Linked DNA regions of Mus musculus: all the other regions are linked to region 3. Evidence: chromatin contacts called from public HiChIP or PLAC-seq data. All regions are on one chromosome and are shown on one strand. The core of a region is the stretch at or near the end of the contact, and the rest is flanking DNA. Distances in the headings are between cores, read along the strand shown.

What was found. HiChIP or PLAC-seq counts read pairs in DNA pulled down with a chosen protein or histone mark.
Region 1: an H3K27ac HiChIP or PLAC-seq map of T-cell acute lymphoblastic leukemia shows a contact between it and region 3, with 8 times the contacts expected there. The contact joins the enhancer-like site here to the promoter of C030034L19Rik in region 3. A contact is called at or near these places in 1 of 15 datasets of contacts at CTCF or cohesin (the NIH/3T3 cell line), 4 of 115 datasets of contacts at active chromatin or transcription factors (DN3 thymocytes, T-cell acute lymphoblastic leukemia, double positive thymocytes and 1 more) and 1 of 9 other capture datasets (macrophages).
Region 2: an H3K27ac HiChIP or PLAC-seq map of T-cell acute lymphoblastic leukemia shows a contact between it and region 3, with 5 times the contacts expected there. The contact joins the promoter of Zfand1 here to the promoter of C030034L19Rik in region 3. A contact is called at or near these places in 2 of 39 promoter capture datasets (the C10 cell line and pre-B cells), 2 of 115 datasets of contacts at active chromatin or transcription factors (T-cell acute lymphoblastic leukemia and bone marrow-derived macrophages) and 1 of 9 other capture datasets (liver).

What each region holds. Positions count from the first base shown.
Region 1 is chr3:10,275,245-10,279,195 of GRCm38.p6, reverse strand. It overlaps a transcript of Fabp12 not described here. Among named protein-coding and RNA genes, the nearest start is that of A930014E01Rik, 21 kb to the left of the region's middle. Within about 2 kb of position 1,610, at least 42 of the 459 cell types and tissues checked have an H3K27ac peak or open chromatin away from gene starts, as enhancers often do. A contact at or near this core is called in T-cell acute lymphoblastic leukemia, where this site is marked.
Region 2 is chr3:10,349,849-10,353,935 of GRCm38.p6, reverse strand. Zfand1 (zinc finger, AN1-type domain 1) reads left to right here and starts at 2,619. Exons shown (of 8, transcript NM_025512.3): 1 at 2,619-2,694. The coding sequence starts at 2,640.
Region 3 is chr3:9,401,105-9,404,641 of GRCm38.p6, reverse strand. C030034L19Rik (RIKEN cDNA C030034L19 gene) reads right to left here and starts at 1,622. Exons shown (of 4, transcript NR_160691.1): 1 at 1,403-1,622.

The sequences.
Region 1 (3,951 bases), core at 361-2,860, 870 kb before region 3:
TTCCTCCTTGCTTGGTGGAGGAAATCAGTGTTAGTCCTTTGCTCCATCAAGTGATTAGATGAGGTCAGTAAAAGTAATCTGATTTATGCAAAGTCTGTTCATTTCATTGTTGATGTCACCAAAGAGAACTTTTATTCTTTCTAACGCTCGCTCACACAGTGAAGGAAAGCTCTTGGGTAGAGTGTAATTTCGTGAGAGGAACTATTCCTGTGTGCTCCATGGGGTGACCTGTGTGCTCCATGGGATGACCTGTGTGCTCCATGGGATGACCTGTGTGCTCCATGGGGATGACCTGACTGTGAATCTTCTAAGAGAAATTCCCGTGCTCAGGCTTTGCTCTCAGTCTGATTTTGTTGCCATGGTGAATAATGGTCACTCATGTTTGAAAAGGCTTTCAGGCGATTCTAGCATGTTCTCTGCCAGGCCTGCAGATTGTGTTCACAGAGAAAGAAAGGAAAGGAAAGCTCTTTTCTTCTTTTTGTGCCGTGGTGTATCCCAGATATTGAGCGACACTGGACCTGCAGACAACCCACACGTATCTGAGTACATCCACCATTTCTCTACTTTGTGCACTATGGATTCTTGGAAGGCTCACTTCCTTCACTAATCTCACTCTTCCAGACTTATAAAATGGGGATAATACTAAACCTATTAATGGAGGTAGTTTTGAATGATATAAGAAATGGGGGAAAACACACACTAGATGCTCATAAAAGTAAAAACCTTCTCATTCCAAACTTTGGCTTCAGTCAGTTGCACAAGACTCAAAGCATGTCTGAAACATGTCTCCAGTGAATCCAGGATTTATGGACAATTAACCAATGGACACAGGAGTGAGTGAGCACAAGGGGTAAAGCCTGACAGTTTCTGTCTTAACCACAGCTTTTGGGGTCTACTATTGCACTCTGGGGCACAGGTAAAACAGTAACTGTAAATTGCAGGAAGTGTTGCAATCAGGTTTCTTAAAATGTTTCTGCCAGAACCTGCTGAATTAAACAAGAACAGTGGCCTCTCTTGTTAAAGAGAACACATAGTAATTAAGACGCTGGAATGAGTCAGATGAACTAGCTTGGTTGAAGCCTTGCTTGCAAGAGCATGCTTGATTTTTCACTGACATCAGGGACACTGAATTCAGTGTGTAAGGCAGGAGCTAAATGGGAGGAGGGAGAAAGAGACATACAAATAGTCCTTTCGTTTAACTATGGAGTGTGATATCTATATTTGTCTATGGAGTGCATGTGTTACACACACACTTTGGTAACATGCTCTGTCACACTTGTGATGTTAAAGAAAACCTGATCCACATGACAGGACCCTTAGCAAGTGAAACGTTACTTCTAATGCTACATTATTGCTAATATTCAATTTTAGTTTTCTTCTGCCTTGATAAGAAACCTGGAAGTCCCTGATTACCCTCTTTTTATTCTTCCTCATTGTATGCAGAAAACAAACACAAAGGAACAAGTGAGTTTCTCCAACGAGCACTCATACATCTGTTTGAACAAGCAATCCCCCAGAGGGAAAATGCTGTACTCTGTGGTCTTGCTTCAAAGGAAGCCTTGGTGTTCTGTGACTCAAGGAGGGCAAGTGGAGGCAGGCAGCTGTCCAATCCAGAGGAGTTCAGTCAACATGGAGGAGGTGGGGACATCCATCACAGAGAGCAGGGGACGGGAGGCTCTGGGCTTGCCATTTCTCAGAGGTGTCAGCTGAATGAAAAGTGATGTCAGGAACTCTGGAGGCACAGCTGATAACATGCTGGATCGTAGGCCTTACTGTAGACATGGCCTAGACCTGCCAGGTGAGCTGGGTGCTGTGAGAATTGGTGTCTGGATTATTTTGACATCGTCTTACAACCTGTGTACTACATACATTCTTTGCATTCATTGGAAGAGTTTTTCCCACTCCTGGGATCCGTGTCCGCAGACAGTCCCAGCTCATTCCCACCCCAATGCAGTTTTCAAACTGAGGTCATTACAGACCCAAATGACTTCTTCCAAAGTGTGAGACGGGGAATGCAGAAAAACCTGATTTTACACATTTTTTCCCCATGCCTGAGAAGGATAATCTAGGGCATATGCCATGTGTTGTGGTAGCATCTGGGTTTCTGCTTTTGGTATTTTAAATTTCATTTTATTTTAGAGGCAGGGTCTTGCCTTATAGACACAGGGTCTTTACATAATATGTTCTGGTCTGTGCCTCTTGTTCCCCTTTGCCTCTGCTTTCTGAGGACTGAAATGACAGGCACAAATCACCACAACCTGTTGGGACATCTTGTAGTCAACCTATTTCCTCAAAGAAATGTGAGGCTTGGATTTATCTGTAGAGTGTTATGTGTTCAGAGGTGTTCAGAGCTGAAGTCACAGGCTGGGGAGTGGGAAGATGGCCTGTTCCTTTTGAACATCATCTCTGTACCACTCCCGGTTCATTCTCCCAAGTTCACAGGGAGGGGACATCTTTGCTTCCTTCTTCTTCTAGAACTTGTTCCCTTGTCTCACATATTGTTCATACACAAACCCTCCCCTGCTCTACCAACCTCCATTCTGACAGCTCTCCCTGTGTCCGGTCCCTGTTTTAAATGGACCCCTGCTTCTGCCTCCCCTACAGCAAATTCAGTTTGAAAGTTGCTTTGGAGGTGGTCAGAATGAAAAGGAGCTGGGTATGCACAGAGCACAGGTGTGGGCGCTAGAACATCTGCATAGCAGCCCAATCCTCCGTCCATGGTGACCCAGCACAGGTGTGGGCACTAGAACATCTGCATAGCAGTCCCAGTCCTCCGTTCACGGTGACCCAGCACAGGTGTGGGCACTAGAACATCTGCATAGCAGCCCCAGTCCTCCGTTCATGGTGACCCAGCACAGGTGTGGGCACTAGAACATCTGCATAGCAGCCCAGTCCTCCGTTCACTGTGACCCAGCACAGGTGTGGATGCTAGAACAACTGCATAGCAGCCCAGTCCTCCATTCATGGTGACCCAGCCTCAATTCCTAGAGGCTTAAGTGAGTTCTTCAGTCTGACAGCACTGAACAACAGTATTTTCCAACAGATCTCTATTTTCTAGCTGTGAGTATGTGAACATTTGAGCTCTCCCTTGCATGGTTTCTGGCGGCTGAACTAGTATCTCCTCACCACAATCACCTGAAAAAACAAAGCTCGCCCTTCCAGTGAGCAGCTCCCACCTACTGCAGAAGCCGACACAGCAATCTTCTATTTCCATCCCCCAAAGCAACTATGAGGAGTGCCATATAGCTTAGCATTGACTATTCTGTGGTTCCTTGGAGAAACGATCCATTTCTTTTCCTTTTTGTTTCTAAATTCCAATACAGTATATGATCAAACTTCAATGAATTTGACTGATTTCATTTTAAATATGAAACAATATTGTTATGCCTTATGACAGTTGGACTCATAATTTATGGTTCTGGATTCCACCTCTCCCCTGGGGTGTCTGAATGCCACCATTACACTAGCTCAGAGGGGACTAGAATGTGTGAGGTCCATGGTCCAGATTCTGATTCTCCCTGGGGAAAGTCAGTTGCTGCCGCACAGGTGGCGAGTGCGTGCGTGCGTGCATGCGTGCGTGCAGTGGAGTCCTCGACAAAGGACTCAGGTCCAGCTGGGAATGCCGAAATAGTATTATGGCTCTTAGAAAAGGACTAAAGAGGTTCCCGTGCTGGGGTCCCTGGACAAGCCTTTGTGAGCTATGGGGGTCTGGTCAGGCACGTGGGTCCAAATATCCAATGATGAGTGCTTTGGGGGAGAGACTTTCCCCAAGTGTTGCAGCTCAGAACACAGACCGTCTCAGATGATCCTTGGTGACACAGCTTGTGCTCTTTATTCCACGTGACCAGGGACTCTATGAGACCAGGGAGTGAGATGGAACTTGGGGGTGAATGCATTCTATTGGCTGAGGCTAAGATGCTGGTGCTGCTCTATTTACTTGGGGAAGAAGTC
Region 2 (4,087 bases), core at 1,370-3,869, 950 kb before region 3:
AGAACTATACCTGCACCTTCCTTGCAAGATGTGTATGCTGAAAGCAGAGTAGGGGACAAAGGGTTTCCTAAATGTACCGGATAAGGACCAACGTATAGGCAATTACAGTTTCTTACAGCCATTCCCAACCCTTTAATTGGACCCCAGGAGGAGGGTGGCAAGCATGCAGGTGATTCATAGTTTGAAGGAAATTTGGGAACCCTTGACATAGAAACATTCTAGAGAAAAGAAAATGGCACCTGCCATTAAAGAGCACTCAAAATTCTATTGGACAGGAGGGAGACATTGTGAAGCTGGAGATGGGGTAGAAGAGTCGAGGATGCAGCTGAAAAACTTTACTGAACAAACTACAGAATGCTGTGCCTAATGAAGAAATGAAGGGATATCTTGGGCAAGGAAATGACTTTTTACTCATAAAAATAATCCAGAGAATAAATAGAGAATGAAGAATGTTTCTAAAGAAGACTCCATGGTGTTTAGGGGGCATTTCCATGGCACACATAAGAAAGGGCAGGTTTGGGCATGCATTTGTGCTTCCTAGTGCAGTAGACTGCTTTAGTTAGAAATGGAATGGTACAGGAAAAAAAAAAGCCTTCATTTTGCACTTAAGTTTTATTGTCAAATAACACAGAGCATGTACTCATAACAGACTGCTAGAAATGGAGAGCTCATGTTTTTTTTTTTTTTTTTTAAAAGATTTTTATTTTACATGTATGAATATTTGACTACATACAAGTGTGCACTACATCCACCCCTTTATTTATTGTTATTTATTGTTCTTTTTTTTTTTTTTAATATGTAAGTACACTGTAGCTGTCTTCAGACACTCCAGAAGAAGGAGTCAGATCTCATTGTGAGTGGTTGTGAGCCACCATGTGGTTGCTGGGATTTGAACTCCGGACCTTCGGAAGAGCAGTCGGGTGCTCTTACCCACTGAGCCATCTCACCAGCCCGAGAGCTCATGTTTTTAAAAAAAGTTGTCATGACTAAGTATGGAGGTAGAGGAGTTTCTGATTCATTTATCACTGGAATTTCATCAGTGAGGATATATTTAACAAAGGGGTTGAACACAAATAGATGGAGAGATAGATTTTGGTAAATAATATCTAAAGAAAAAACCAGAAAAGGAGACTCGGGGATAGGAGTAGCTAAACTTTAGTCTTGGGCTGCTATGAGATCTCCAAGAGCTGAAAAAGAAATGTTCTGATTGGATTGGTGGGATATATATTTGCCATCTATTTAGAACATTCAGTCACGGTAACATTCTAGAAAATCTACTGTTGCTTGACTGTACCAACATTAGTAAAACGTAAGTTGCTGAGCCTTAGATTCAAGAAATCGCAAGGGCTGGGAGTTAGCTCTCTGAAAAAACTGTTTGCTGCCCAAGCCTGTGGTGTCTGTTCGAATATCCAGAATGCACTGAAAAAGTATGGTGTGTGGCAATTGTATTCACTTTACTCTTCAGGAGAGCATTTGAGTACCCTTAAGTCACATGGGAGACTATTCAGGTCTGCAGCTGATTGTCACTCATCCACTCTGATTGTGTCCAGTGTCTTGTCAGTAGAAAGACATCCCTTCCTACCCCACCTACAAGGCAAGGCCTCCCCTTAGTTCTAATGAAGAGGCTCGTCAGACATCAAACAGCTCCCTTCATCCTATGACCTAGGAGCTTGCCTCTGCAGTGTGCTCTCCTAACCGAGGAGCGATGTACACTTTAGTTGCATGTATTTTTTTTTTTCCTTACTAGAATTTTAACAAATAATTAAAAGAAGCCTTTAAATTAAAAACAAAAGCCTAATGCTTTCATGGTGAGGGCATTTACTTCAAACTAAAACATCAAGACAATATAGTAATCAGTGTCCCGGTACCTCTCTTGATTGCTATAACATTTTTTTTTTTTGCTAGCATTCTTTTTTTTTTAATTAGGTATTTTCTTCAATTACATTTCCAATGCTATCCCAAAAGTCCCCCATGCCCTCCCCCCACTCTCCTACCCACCCACTCCCACTTCTTGGCCCTGGCGTTCCCCTGTACTGGGGCATATAAAGTTTGCAAGACCAAGGGGCCTCTCTTCCCAATGATGACCGACTAGGCCATCTTCTGCTACATATACATGAGCTCTGGGGGTACTGGTTAGTTCATATTGTTGTTCTACCTATAGGGTTGCAGACTCCTTTAGCTCCTTCTTGCCAGGTCTTTGTTGGCTCCTGGGAATACAGTTACTTAAGAAATCAAGAAATCTTCGTGAGGGAGTTCTCAATTTTGGAGACTCAATGTAGAGAACAGCGAGTGCAGTTTCCAAAAGAGGAGCTAGGTTTTTCTCAAATTTGAGCCCGAGAACCTCAGCTACAAGAATTGAGTTCTACTAAGTCTCTTCTCTTTCTGGAGAGTGCTGGAACCTCCAGGAAGCGCGCAAGTGTCTTCAAGGCCCCGCCTCTCCTGTGGGCCCCGCCCCGCATGCTCGCCTCGCCCCATCGCGGAGTCCCGCCCCACCCCACCGGGGGTCCCGCCCCCGAAAGCCCCGCCTTGCCCCACTACAGGCCCCACCCACCTCACAGGACGCCCCGCCCTCGGTCCTGCCCGCTCCGGACTGACGTTCCCAGCGCTGCCCCGCCCCCTGCCCTTGCGGCGGTGGAAAGATGGCGGAGTTGGACATTGGGCAGCACTGCCAGGTGCAGCACTGCCGGCAGCGAGGTGACGCTGGAAGCCCCATTTTCATCCGCGGGAGACCTGGGCCGGGTTCTGACGGCCGGGGCGGTGGCGGCGGGTGAGGGAGGACGCGGGGCGTGAGCGACCTTCCAGGGTGATACTGGTGGTGTCTTTGTTACTGTTCCTCGGTGTAGGGGCGAACTTTGTGGCTCCCTTGGTTTGCACGCAGATCCCGAATGCACACCTTGCAGACTCCTCGGGGTATCCAGATGGCCTTGCTCAAGAAGCCCTGGTCGGCGAAGCGACTTAGATCAGGACTCCAGTTCCCCTCGGTCCTTACCATTGCCACCGTGGAGCATCCACTTTCCCAGGCTTTTTCTTGATTGATTTTTTATTTTTTTGTCTGACAAATGCGTTGAAGAGCATCAGTTTTCAGCAGTGTGTTCGCAGGTTTTTAGACGTCTTGGTGTTTCTAATATTAACTTAAGCTATTAGTTGCAGATCAGTAAACCACATTTTAGGAAGGTTTAATAAATACTATGGTAATGGTAGACCTTGTCATAAACATAGGCCCTGGTGGTATGCGTCAAAGTTCAGGGTGTTTAGACTCCTATAGCCGGCAAGTCCTTAAAGCGTCAGGCTCACAGTCTGTTAGATCGCACTCCAAATGTGAGCAGAGGGTTTCCTCATGCTGCAGCTTCTGTTAGTTCCTAACAAGGTCTTGAATGCAGCTCTTGGGTTTGGCCTGGATTCCTGCAGTAGGTGATGCCTGCACTAAGCAAAGGCAAGACAGGACGTGTTGTTGTATATGTCCTTTACCATTCACTCAGCAGATCAATTTTGTTTTTGTTTTTTGGTTTTTTTTCCCCATGTAGTCCTTTCCTAGGGAAGCTTGGCTATTTGAATTTGACTGTTAAGTTATATACATCTTGTCAGGTTGATTTACTAGTATGTCTAAATATATCTACCATCTGTGATATAGCTCATCCTTTCCAGTTTCACATATCTGTAGTGTTATTAAGATGAGGCCTATCTCTTGGACTAGCAGAAAGGGGGTGCAGTTAAGTAGGGATATGTGATGCTAAGAAATTATTTTAATCATAACTCTTCCTCCTGGGCTACCTTGAATGGCATATAATACTTGCTTGAACCCTCTAAGTCTCAAAATAGCAAACACAACCAATTTTTCCCATTGAAAGTGACATAATGGGCCAGTGACAAAGTCTGTAATCCAAACCTCGGCGTGTGTCTCAGACAGGAGCATGGCTGTAGGCAGGACCCTCATTCAGAGGCACTAGCCAGGAGTAAGACAGACCCTGCCTCAAAATCACAGTGGGAAGAGAGAACTGATTCCCGAAAAGTTATCCTCCACCCTCCATTTGTGTCAAACAAGAAAACACAACACACACACACAATAATAAGAAAAATAAATCTAAAA
Region 3 (3,537 bases), core at 373-2,872:
TGAGCTTGTGGAAAAACAAATGGACACTTTATCTAAAGTGGCCCCCAACAGAAGGCTTACTTCTGCTACTCTAAGAGTAACTATCCATTCACCATTCCCCTCCCTTACAAAATGACAAAGTCCTAAGGGGTCTCCGTCAAAGCAGATGCAGATTGCTTGAGGGAAGGGTTAGACTGATGTGTATCTGCCCGGATAACTCACACGAGGCTTGAAATAAGGTAACTGAGTATTGATATCAGCTTCCCAATAGTTCTTGACTAAGCATAACACACCATCAGACACTGGCTGTCCTGGATGCTAAGGGCATATGTTGGCTTATTGGTGGGGTCATCACATCACACCAGGATATTGCTGTCTTTAACAAGGACAAAGAAATCTTCACATTTTTGTTGGTTTGTTTGTTTGATCTCTTGCCTACAATAGAGAAATAATCCCAGTATTTTTCTTCTTACCATATATACTCTTAACAGGCTTAGTCTCAGCTAGAAAGATCTTTCAGAATCCAAGACACCTTGCCCAGTGATAGCTCCCCTGGACAATGTAGAGGAAATAGCAGAAAGAGTCCCAGAGACCAAGGACTCGTTTTCAGAGCTAAGTCAAAGGTCAAGGGTGAGGACTGTAGCATCAGACTCCTCCTGCCACTAGGATCCCACAGCCAGAACTCCCTGGCCTCATCCAGGGAAGTGCCCAGTGGCAAGTCACTGCACTGAGAAAGCTCGGGGTTATCATATCAGTTATGTTTCTTCATGGCCTCCCTCAGTTCCTATGAGGCTGGCCAGTCAGTCATAGGTCATTCTCTCTATAAGCCCTGTTGCCTGGCAACACAGCTCACATCTATTTCTATCAGGTTTCCAGGCAAACAGGCTAGTATACTAAGCCAAGGTCCTTTCATTTGTTTTCTTTAAGAAGGAAACACATTTTGTTCCCCCTTTCCTGACATATCCCTGGTACATCTTAAAGTCAGTACCCATGAGACTTCATGGTAGCCAGTTCCTTTCTCACTGCCCAGCCACCATATGTTGCCTGCCTTGTTATCATGGTCATTCTCACAAGTTTTTGCACAGCTTCTATCCCCAGCTCCAGAGCATGACAATTGGATAACTGTCAGAGTTTATACACAGTTTGCCTCCAATCTCTCCTAAACACATCTGCTTTGCAGACCCAGATAATTGCTCATCATTGTTTGTTCAGCCCCGGAGCATCCTTCTAATGATGGTATCTAACCAACCACAGGCCTGGAACTTAAAAGGCAAAACAGAGCAAAACCACCTTTGGATCTCACTTCTGAGAAATTACATATTAACCCCTAGAATTAACTGATGGGTCCCTCTGTTTAATGCCGTGGTGCCGTTGAGGATCCTGCTGAACCTCGAGCTGCCCCATGCCCACAGTGCCTACTTACCATGAGCTGCCTGCCGCAGAGAAGCAACAATGTCCTATCCCAGCTGTTTCTCCAGAGCCAGAGATATCCATCTTAGTTGGCAATTAGACCCCCAGTTGCCAGCTCAAACACCAATGATTGTACTGGGCTGAGTTTCAAGACCCTAGCATCACTGAGGGAAACAAAGGGGAAGGCTCGGAGGCGGTTGCTGGGGACTCAGCTTTTGCTGACACACGAGTGCCTGGAGGAAGTGGCTATTGCAGGTTTTCTGTGATCTAGTTCCAGCATAAGGCACTGCCTTCCTGCAGCAGGAAATGGTAATAGCCCACTGTGGAAACCAGCCAAAGACTCAAAGAGAGTTTGACTGAATCAAGTCCAGGCTCCAAAACGTTCTAAGTGATAAAATGCATGAATCTTTGGGAAACCAAAAGGATTTCTCAAATCAAGGCTATAAAAGCTAAACCAAAGAGTTTAATGTAAAAAATACAATTTTTCCATAGGATTTCTATGTGCAATTTCAACTATACTGATCCACAGTTGGGCACTTGTTTGGAGATTATTCTATTTGATTTTCCGCTGATGGTATAAAACCCTGACTAAACCCATGTGGATGGGGCGAGTGTTTCAGCTTACAGTTTTATATTCCATCAAGAGGGACTCAAGGTGGCTGCCTGGAGGCAGGACGGAAGCAAAACCCACAAAGGAGTACTCATTACTGACTTGCTCTCCTGGGCTTGTTCTGCTAAAGTTCTTACAGCTCAGGTCCTCCTGCCTAGGGATGGCACCACCCACAGTGCGCTAGGCCCTCCCATATCAATAGAAATGATAATATGTTTCACAGACATGATACTCTGGTGGAGAGGGTTAGTCAACAATAACTAGCCAGCAGAGAGGGCCAAGCACAGCTATTCGTATACCCTTGAAGAGCAGACTTATGCTGGGGAAGGCTATCAAGCACACAGCTTCAGAAGAGGTGAACATGGAGCAGCAAGGGAAGGGCTAGACCCCTGCCTAGCCAGCCAGATCAGTCAAATCAACCCTGCGATCAGTGAGGTGACAGATGTCACAGCCAGATAACTCAGAGCCAAACACTACACATGCTTTTAAATGGCGGGGAGCCACCAGAGACTTGCAGTATAAAAGTTCTGGACCCGTGTCAACCCCTCTGTGCTCTGAGGAGGCCTTGCTCTCCTGTCTTCCCTGAGATGTCGGGCATTTGTAATGAGATCATAAAGAACTGACCGGTCCAAGGGTCCAGAAGGACAGTGAAAGGAGCGGGGCCGTTTAGTTAGACACCCACTGCTGTGACAAATGACTGAGAAAAGCTACTTAGAGCCCAAGAGATTTCCTTTGTAGCATGATTTCAGAGGGTTCAGCCTGGGCCCCACTGCCTCCTGGCCTGTGGTAAGGCAGCAGGATGGGGTAGACGAGGAGGGTCAGATTATCTGACTGCAGCCTGTAGGGTGACACTGCCTTCACTTATGTATTGTCCCGTGTAGCAGGCCCTGTGGCAGACACAGCCAGAAGCAGGCTTTACTGGGGCATCTTTTAGTCCAGTCAAGATTACCCATCAGGCCAGGCAGTGGTGCATACCTTTAATCCCAGGAAGAGGCAGGTGGAGCAGAGCTAGATGCCAGCCTGTCTACACGATGAGTTCTAAGACAGCCAGGAGTACCTGGAGAAACCCTGTCTTACCTGTCTCAAAACAAAACAAACAAGACTTAAACATCACCGGGGACAACTTACAGACCAAAACCGTGAGAGCATTTGAAGCTCAGAAAACATTAGCTGATATCCAGTATGCTCTTTCCAGTTCTCATTTCTCTGCAGCAAAATAAACAAATAAACAAGCCAATAAACATCCAAATCAATATTTTACAACATAATAGCTCCCCTTTCCTTCTCTGTTTTGTGTCAGAGCAGCCTGACACCCATAGAAACCCCGGTTAGGGTCCCTGGAATGAAGCCATGTTTCTCTGAGAAAATTAAATGGAAAAAGCTAAGCAATGAGACAGAAAGATTCCCAGGATGCGATATTGCACATGTATGTACACACACACAAAGACACACAGACACACCAAAGTATGCACAATGTCCATGTATGTGAATATATATACCAAGGATAGACATGGCTATAGGTCAGGCTTCTGCCTGAG